Regions from separate parts of the Mus musculus genome. Here region 2 is linked to region 1. A link is a contact called in public Hi-C data. All regions are on one chromosome and are shown on one strand. Each heading gives the region's core, a stretch centred on a gene start, on an enhancer-like site or on the middle of the called end of the contact. The rest is flanking DNA. Distances are from core to core; before and after follow the strand shown.

The links. Hi-C and Micro-C count contacts between places; a contact is called where the count stands out from the background.
Region 2: a Hi-C map of uterus shows a contact between it and region 1, with 2.6 times the contacts expected there. The contact joins two enhancer-like sites. A contact is called at or near these places in 29 of 484 Hi-C or Micro-C datasets (the AML12 cell line, the AtT-20 cell line, the C2C12 cell line and 20 more), 2 of 115 datasets of contacts at active chromatin or transcription factors (astrocytes and fibro-adipogenic progenitors) and 1 of 9 other capture datasets (adipose tissue).

What each region holds. Positions count from the first base shown.
Region 1 is chr16:34,300,341-34,304,991 of GRCm38.p6, reverse strand. All of the region lies in intron 9 of Kalrn (kalirin, RhoGEF kinase), which reads left to right. Among named protein-coding and RNA genes, the nearest start is that of Gm41448, 180 kb to the right of the region's middle. Within about 2 kb of position 2,276, at least 3 of the 459 cell types and tissues checked have an H3K27ac peak or open chromatin away from gene starts, as enhancers often do. A contact at or near this core is called in uterus, where this site is marked.
Region 2 is chr16:34,524,048-34,528,698 of GRCm38.p6, reverse strand. It overlaps a transcript of Kalrn not described here. Among named protein-coding and RNA genes, the nearest start is that of Kalrn, 12 kb to the right of the region's middle. Within about 2 kb of position 2,013, at least 47 of the 459 cell types and tissues checked have an H3K27ac peak or open chromatin away from gene starts, as enhancers often do. A contact at or near this core is called in uterus, where this site is marked.

The DNA.
Region 1 (4,651 bases), core at 1,027-3,526:
AATTTAAGGCCATCTTAAGCTGCATATTGAGTCCAAGGCCAGCTTGAGCTATGTGAGGTTTGATCTCAAAAAAGAAACAGAATCTTGATAACATACTCGCCATTGAATCGCATCATCATTTAAAACCTGTGTGTCTCATTAATTCCCATCTATTCAAGAACAGAAATTAGGATTTCTTTCTTTCTTTGTTCTTTACAGCTTTTAGGTCTGTCTACGTTAGCTGGTGTTCTCTTTATGCTTGATAAATTGACCAGGAATTATCAGAAGACCCCTTCCACTTGCTTTGGTCAAGTGACTACTTAGCCCTCCCTCACCCATGCAGTAGGTGTTTTATTGGTGAGTAGCTGGAGCCAGCCAACAGGACTGTAATAGAATAGCTTTAAGTTCTTGGTGTTTATGGCCCAGGCTAAGGGCACAGGGACAACAAAACCTCAATGCTCAGGAATGCCATGATGCTCACTGGTTCTTCAGCGAGTTCTGGTCTCTTCCACGGGCCCAGAACTGAACTAAATACTGGTGAGATACCAGGTTAGTTAATTAGAAAGATACAAGAAAATATAAAGTGCAGGTCTACCAGAGCATGCCCATCAACATGCAGGGTGACTGAGTATTACTGCAACGCTTTCAGGCAAAGGAGTGAGGAGGCATCAGCATCAGTGTCTTAAAGGAAGAGAGAGTTCTTTGAATCCTACATATAGTCTGGACCCAAGATAGCTAAGCACACTGGGATCCAGAGACGTTTTCTCAGAAACCTGCACAGGAGGCTCGTGTGCAACCATCATCAGCCTGGGGAAAGCAGAAGGGAAGACACCAGAGCACTGGCTCAGTGGTCAGCAAATCATGTTCCTCAGCACGTCTGATCTCTGCGACCAGCAGAACACGGACAAATCGCTGCATCCCATGATGCTTCTGGGGTTTTCCCCCCACTTCTAAAACAATAGCACCTTCCTCATGACACAGAATCAAATACAGTAGCTGCCTATCACATGACCACATTCTCTGTCCATGGTCCTTGGGTGCCCCCTGGTGCTTGTGTTGTTGGGAACTCCTCAACATCCTCTCTGTATGTTGGCTGATAAAGGACTCCATTACATTCAGTGACTAAATCTCAAAGCTCAACACAGCCAGCAATCAACATAGCTAACCAGTACCCTCAGAGCTCCCAGGGACTAAACCATCAACCAAAGAGCACACATGGTGGGACTCATGGCTCCAGCTGCATATGCAGCAGAGGATTGCCTAGTCGGACATCAATGGGGGAGAGGCCCTTTGTCCTATGAAGGCTCTATCCCCCAGTGTGGGGGAATGCCAGGGTCAGGAAGCAGGAGTGGGTGGGTTGGTGAGTGGGGGGAGCAGGGAGAGGGGGTAGGGGAAGGGTATTTTTTGGAGGGGAAACCAGGAAAGGGGATAATGTTTGAGATGTAAATAAAGAAAATATCCAATAAAAATTAAAATAAATAAATAAAACAAAACCATAGCCAGTCAAACTGACTATACAGTTGAGGGAATTGAGTCCCATCAGTGTCAAGAGACTTGGTCATAACCACACAGCTAGGTGATGGTAATGCCAGGAGCAGAAAGTAGGTAGTCTAGTCCACACTCCAGTTGTCTTAGAAAAAGGCCCAAGAGAGACACAAGAAGATAGAAAATAAGACAGGGAAGACAGAATGATGCATATTACACACAGGGGAAGATAGACCACATACAAAGAATGACAGGCAGTGAGCAAAGAAAGGGGGAGCGGACTTAAAGAGGAAAGCCATTAAGGCAGGTGTAGCTGCAGAGGGAGGAACAATGGTGCAAAATGCAGACAGAAGAAAGAGCCAGTCTCCTAACGGGATGATGGAGGGCGGGCCAAGCTCCGCCTGTCTGCCATCTTGCCCCAGTGCTATTTCTGGAGTTAGATCTTACCCTGGTAGGAATATTTTGCCCTTTTAGGCTTGAAATCATTGTGAAGGAGAGATGTGTAAGCCAAAGATGTCAGTGGGAGAGATTCCATTTAAACACTTGCTTCTAGAAGTTTCCTTCCCTTGGTCCCCACAGGCGTGTTCTCAGCTTTCTTTCTCACTGCTGGGTGTGGGAATGTTGGAAATTTGGCTTACAGGTAAAACTGGAATTTGGATTCATTAACCGAAGAAAGAGAAGGTTGCCTGCTATTCAGTCAGTGTGGAGGTTTTTTCAGGGTTTTTTTTTCCCCTCAGCTTAGCATAGAACAGCATTGAGCAACAGCCATAAAAGAAGTCCCTGTCAGCATCAGGCATAAAAGCAGTCCTATCAGCATCAGCCAGTCTCCACCTTATGCCTTTTATGGTCCTGTAACTCCTCTGGCTTCCTGTGTGTGCAAAAGCCCACATAGACCTCATATGGTTGGGAAGAGCAGGGAGTAACTACTAACTAGACATCTATTTGTTGTGAGAAGTAAATTGCTTGTGTGTTTTCTTAGTCAGAGGAACTGTTTTCAGAGTAACCCAGCAGGTCAACTTGTTCTGCCTCCCTTTCTTCCTTGCCTGTTTTTTGTTTTGTTTAATGGCCCTACAGTGTTTTTTGGACTGTCTAGTTATGCTGGTAGTTTGAAGCCCCTGCTCCTGAGAAGACATATGCACCATAGGGCTTTCTGGTTCCAGGCAGAAAGCAAAAGAATGAACTGGTGTAGTCCAGCGTAGAGCTCCCTCTGGTGGTGGGGTGAGAGTCACACTGGTTCTTGGTGCATAGGCAGAGAGCTTGGAGCAGTGTTCTTAGGAAGGTCAGAGTGCAAAGCACTAAGCCATATACAGGCAGAGCAGAGAGAGGAAGTCTGGCTGTGTGCCCACTGCAGGCTGGAAGATGGGTGTGTTCATGGGGAGGTGGCACCTTTGAGGCTCCCATGCCTCCCCTTAAAAAGAACATCTTGTTTTTAAACAGTCTGCTCCTGTAAGCTAACAGAGGAGTGGCATCAAGATTTGGCTTGCATGGTGGCAATGTTCTGAGCTGATGAAGAGTACTGTTAGAACCAGACTTCCTGAGCTGCACAGCAATCTTCCTGCATTAATTTTCCTGGTGCCTCATGTGGAAAATTATAGATTTTACTCTGTTTATTTTGTTTGCCAAAAAAATGCCTGAAAGAGAATTGTGAGTATTTTTTTAATTACAGATAATCAGTCATTCATTAACTGTAGTGACTATAGCTCCCTAATCAGACTAAGTGAGTTTAGCCATTAAATAATCCAATTAGCAATATTATGTAGTAAAAGGTGTGCATTGTGGGTTGCCTTGAAAATGATTAGCAACAGCAACAAAAGGTGACCAAAACACGATGAGGCTGGAAACTAACTTTTCCTACACAGGGAAAGATTAAAGTCTAAGAGCGAAAGACTCATGCACCTTGTGCACACAATCAGATCTTAGAATACACATATGAAGAGTTGTCAGATTAGAAATGGACCAATCTTATGATAAGAACATTGGGAAGACAGTCAAACATCAAAGAAAAGATTAGAAGGTACATTGTTCAGAGCTCAGGATTCGCCATCTGTATGAGGAAATATGATTGGACATCTAGTCCCTTCACTTGCTTTTTCCTATTTAATCTCCCAACACCATGAGGTAGGTGGCAGTTTGGTCTCCATCCTTCTGAGAAGGAAATTGAGGCAGAGATAGGTTAAGTCAACTCACTTCTAATCCAACTCCTGATGGCAGATTAGCATCAAACCCAGGTCTACCTGACATTGGAGCTCATGCCATTAGCTTACACTGCAGCACCATGGGGGAGAGTGAGAATAAGACACACCCCAGCTTTAGGGGTTTTTCATTTAGTGTGGAACATCACTGATCGAAAGAGCCCTGGGAGAGATTTTTCCTATGTTGGGTTCCTACTGGCAGCCTAAGACTGATCCTCAAACTGTGTCACAAGAACAGTCACACTTACTCCCTGCAACCTTTCCTTGTGCCCCATCATTTAAGAACTCCTCTCTACACCTCCTTACACATGATACAAGTTACTCTAGGACACCAGCTCCCAGTTCCCATTTTTCACAGCCTGTGATGTTAACTCAGCCTTGCTGGTTCCGTCCTTTGTAGCATATATTTGAATAAAACTCACTTGCCTGTGGCAGTAATTAGCACTTTAAATTTCTCACTTAAATTTTTAATGGTGATAATCCACTCATTCAGACATTTTCAAGTATAAAACACAAGAATTCTTTAGGCAGAACGAAATCCCAGCCAGAGTACCAGGAGGCTTAGCTGAGTGTGCCAAGGGAAGGAGGGAAGGAGGGCAGAATAGCTCTCTGATTGGAGGGAAGATAGGGACACACACACACACACACACACACACACCTGTCTCTATGTGCTTTCACTTTATTGGGCATGCTCCACCCTTCTCCCCTAGGAAGAGGGAGGCAATGGGTGCCGCTTCTCTCTGCATTTTCTTGGATGCCGCAGGTCAGAGGCTAGTTGCTTCCATGTTCATATACTTCTTCCTGGGATTTTCGTGTTCCTCTTGTACCTTCTTCCTCTGGATCCCATTTCCATCCTACATCCACCTGCCCTCTACACCCTCTTTCTGTGTGCCTTGCTTCTTGTTCCCATCGCAACTATCTCCCATGGTGTTGCTGTGTGTGCATGTGTGTTTGAGTGTGTGTATGTGTATGCACACATGTGTATGTTTTTGAGT
Region 2 (4,651 bases), core at 764-3,263, 220 kb before region 1:
ACTGCTTAGTTCAAGTTAAACAAACCCACCCTAGACAAACCTGCATTCCTCTCTCTCTGAAAGATTGTATCTGCTTGACCTCTTGCTTTGGTCTGGGCCATTCCACTCCTTCTTTTATTCTTTCCCCCCTAAAATAAACTCTTTAATTGCATATTTATATCTTATGTTTATCTATGGGATGAGTAATTGCCCAGGTCCATTCTCCTCTTAGTCTGGCTGTTGTTAAGGGGTTAGACTAAGTGCGTAGTCACTGCCCAGGACTCAACAAGGCCAGGGCCTTAGACTGTGGCTGTATTTGCACTACTTCAGGGTCTCCCTGAAGTCCCTGCACAGGGGCACTTTGAGTAGTCCAGGAACTGCTTTATGTAATAGGAGTAGGACCCCATCTGTATGGGGGGGTGGGACAGAACAGATGGAGGCCTGGGAAAGAAGATAAGAAGCAACATTGTCAGCTCAAGGTTGATACTGAAAATTAGGTTCCAAAGCTAGATACTTCCTGTCTCTTCCCATATCCCCAGCCTTGGTGCCCCAAGGATGTTCCAAGGCATGCTGAGTAAAGCAGGATTGTCTAGCTGTTCCATCCCGGTCAACCCCCTTTCACCTTGAGTTGCTGCTGCAAGGCAAACTGTTGATGCAGCTGAGAGCTTGTGATTAGCAGCCAGGGTATTCTGTTCCTTCTTGTATTCTCAGTCATGGTTCAGGATGTGATTCAGGGTAAGTGGCTACATAGTAAGTGCTTGCTGAACAAGGGAGAGCTGCTCTTCATTCACTCTCTATTTATCCTTTCAAAGATTTTTCTCAGCCAGAAATTTGACATAGGACAATGAACAGGAGTCGGTTGGACAGAAGGACACAGAGAGAGCTTAAATGTCATAGGGTCCTGTGGACGGCCAGTGTGTGGCCCAACTAAGTTGCCCGGAGAAGGTTTCCTGTGGGTCTAGAGAATTAGATGAAGGCAGAGTGGGAGCAGCCTTCCAAAGCCTGTGAAGAGCATATGTGATGGTCTAAAGGGAAGAGACAGCTTAGTGTGGAAAGTATAGGCTGGCAACACCATGGTGATCATCACTGTCTTATACTCATGTGTAGTACCTGCTGGGTGGGGTGTATTATTATATTTATTAACTTAGTTAGGTGTTACTAACATCCTCATTTTGCACAAAAATTGGAGGCACAGAAACGTGGAGTGATTTGATGGATATCACATGACTATGGGAGGTAGCTTTGACATAGGAGGGTGGTTGCCTCCAGAGTCTAGGTAGTGATAATGCATAAATCAGTCAGTCTCTCTGACTCTGTCTGTATGTCTCTCTGTCTCCTCCTTCTCTCTCTCTCTCTCTCTCTCTCTCTCTCTCTCTCTCTCTCTCTCTCTCTCTCCTCTCGTGTTTCTCTCTGTCTCCCCACCCCTCTCTGTACTCCCCCATAGGATCTTGGCATGCAATTAGATATGCCTAGGTTTTGGTGGTAGCAGTCAGCTTAGAGGATGTCTAGTTGACACTGACAGAGCCTCTGACATGTTCTAATTATTGAGTCTTTCTTTCCTTGCCTCAGTGGATGGCTTGGCTTTGTCTTGTTTCTTGTGAACAGACCTGGAGCTACAAGAATGGCTCCTATCTCTGAGTGGGGAGAAGAAGGGGAAATGTTTTAGGGGCCACAACTCAGGAGAGGGGCAACCTCTCCTAGATGTAGCCACTTGCAATGATTGCTGGGGCTGCACATCTTAAAGACTGGCTGGAGGAGAGTAGATGAGGTGATTGACAACTTTGTCCTAAGCAATTGGCCAGGAATAGAGATGGAAGGAAGGATGGATTCCGCCTTTTCTCTACCTTCCTCAGAACTGATGGTCCAACCCCAAGCTTCAGAGCCAAGGCATGGTGCCAGATCTTGCCCCCATGCCTTATAAATTTCTATCCTGTACCCAGGGCTTACAGTAACCACTTCCTCAGTAGTTGTGTGTCCCAGCAGCAAAACCAGTGTCTTTAGGGTTCTTCTCACTGCCCGTCACTGCCTGCTCTGATGAGGCACGTGAGCCACACATTGGTGTTCGGAAAAATTAATGTTTTCAAGATGCGCTCTGCACAGTCTTAGCACGTCTGTGCCTTTTTCTTTCACCAGCTGAAAGTAAAGAAGCATTCTTAGACAATTACTCCCCAAGGGAGCCCAAGGACTGGCTTTGTTTACTGAGTGTTTTTAGTTACGACACATGAAGGTCTGGGGATTTTTGGCTTTGAGTTTTTTTTTTTTTCTTTCTTTCTGTTTTTGGTTATAAAGATAGGGAAGATGAGTGGCTTCTCAACGGGGTCCTTGGAAATTCCAAGATTGTGAGAGGCATGTTCTTACGTGGGTATAGTTGTTGAGTCTGAGATAAAAAGCAGTAAAATATGACAGATGGAACTCAGGTTCAGGGCTTACCTCAGGCCAGCGTTGTACCCCAATGTTTGTGAGTTATCCATCTGCATCTGTTTGGAGCCACATCTACCCTGAGAGCCCCTTCTCTTCCCCTGGACTCCCTGCCTTCGAGGTGTCTGCTGAGAGATGCATTATGGGAGACGCAGTCATGATCAGTGATCATCTTCCGCTAGTCTGTGCCGCCTGCCACTTCTTGCAGCTTCCCACACTCCGAATATTCCAAGTGAATAGGGATGTGGGTTAGTCAAAGCCTGTAGCACAAGGCAGGGATGCTCCACTAGAGAGCGCACGGTATGACGCTCAGCACCTTATTTCTGACAGATGCCACAAAGGGACCACACTGCTCTGTCCTCATTGCCATCCCTGTGGCCTCAGAATTATTCTAATCCTGTATAGCAGTGGTTTCCAACCTGTGTGTCTTGACCCCTTATCCTTTCACAGGGGTCACATATCAGATATCCTACATATCAGATATTTACATTACAGTTTGTAACAGTAGCAAAATTACAGTTATAAAGTAGCAATGAAATAATTTGGTTGGGGCAGTCACCACAACACGAGGAATTGTATTAAAGGATTGCAGCATTAAGGAGGTTAAGAAACTTTGCTCTAGTCACTTCTTGGGTAGGACTGGGACCTGAGAAGAAACATTGCTCTCACTGACCAAACTCTCCTAAGATTTGTAAGCGGCAGATAAATGAATAGCCTGAGAGGAGCTGTGGCTCCTGCTGAAACTCTTTAAGTTCACAGAGTGCTCATCTGGATTCTTGTGGCAAGCCAAGGCTGTGGAGCAGAGCAGAGGGTGAAAGGCAAATGTCTGACATACCAGTGCGACTTCATCTAACAGCCACTGAGGTGGATAAGCCTGGTGGTGATTCCAAGTTGGGAGCTGTCTGAAACCATCTCACATTCTGTATCCTGTGAGTGGGAAGTGGAGAAGGAAACGGTTGCCTGGCCCCGAGGGAAAAAAGATCTGGATTTCTATTTTTGTCAGCCTGAAATGCTGTGAAAATTACCAGAGGAACAAATGGCTATGCTACAAAGTTACACCATGAAAGCATAGAAAGATCTCTGAGTGAATCCCCTACTCCTTAGGGATAGCTTCTCCTACCAGTTTGGTGAATTTTCTATCAGAGCTCTCTTGACACACACTGAAATATATACTCGTGTGTGTGTGTGTGTGTGTGTGTGTGTGTGTGTGTGTTCACAAAGTAGAATAATACAGATATCGCCATTTATTTTGCAAACCACATTTTTCCACACAGAATGGAGCATAGACATCCTTTCATGTTGCAACATATCAAACTGCTTGTCCTTGTTAAACATTTCTAAATATAATTATCATAGTTTATCTTAACTAATAATTTATTGTTAGTCATTTGGATTACTCTTCCTCTTTTTGCCTTTTTTTGGTTTACTGATTGAATATATTGCGGTGTGTATGGGTACTGATCTTGTAGTAGGTGAGGGTCTTAGAGGTAGAATTACTGGGCTGAGAGCTATGCATGCTAGAAATGTTAATAAGTTCTGCCAAGGTGATGTCTAAAAATCTTATATCAATTTACTCTCCAGCATGACTGTGGCTTTTTGCTTGTTTTGCCAAGCTGATGGGTAAAATGTGGCCTGGTTATTATTTTTATGTTGTGTTTTCCTAGTTACAGTTTTCCTCAGACATTTCCATTTCCATGTTTGTGAATTATCTGTTTATATATTTACTTATTTTTATACTTTATATTTTATACTTACTATTTTTTTCTAATGTTTTTAGCAGTTTCTTATAAGTTAAGAATATTTGTCCTTTGAATTATGTATTGATGCAAATGTGGCAAACATTTGTCTCTTGGATGCTATTTTGGCATTGCTCATGGTTTTAAAAGTTTACCTTCACTTTTGTCTTTGAGAACTTAAAATGTATGCAAATACAACACATTTACATTGTTAAAAATTCAATATATTTTAAGTATTTTTATATAACCCTCTTTCTATCTGCCAAGGCACTTTTCCAAGGTAACCATTAGCAGTAGGTCCTTGTGAATACTCCCAGTGTTTTGTTTTGTGAATATAAACAATCTAAATCTAGAGATCACTAATTTCTTTTTTTATTAGATATTTTCTTCATTTACATTTCAAATGCTATCCCCCAAAGCCCCCTATACCCTCCCTCTGCCCTGCTCCCCAATCCACCCACTCCTGCTTCCTGGCCCTGGCATTCCTCTGTACTGGGGCATATGATCTTTGCAAGACC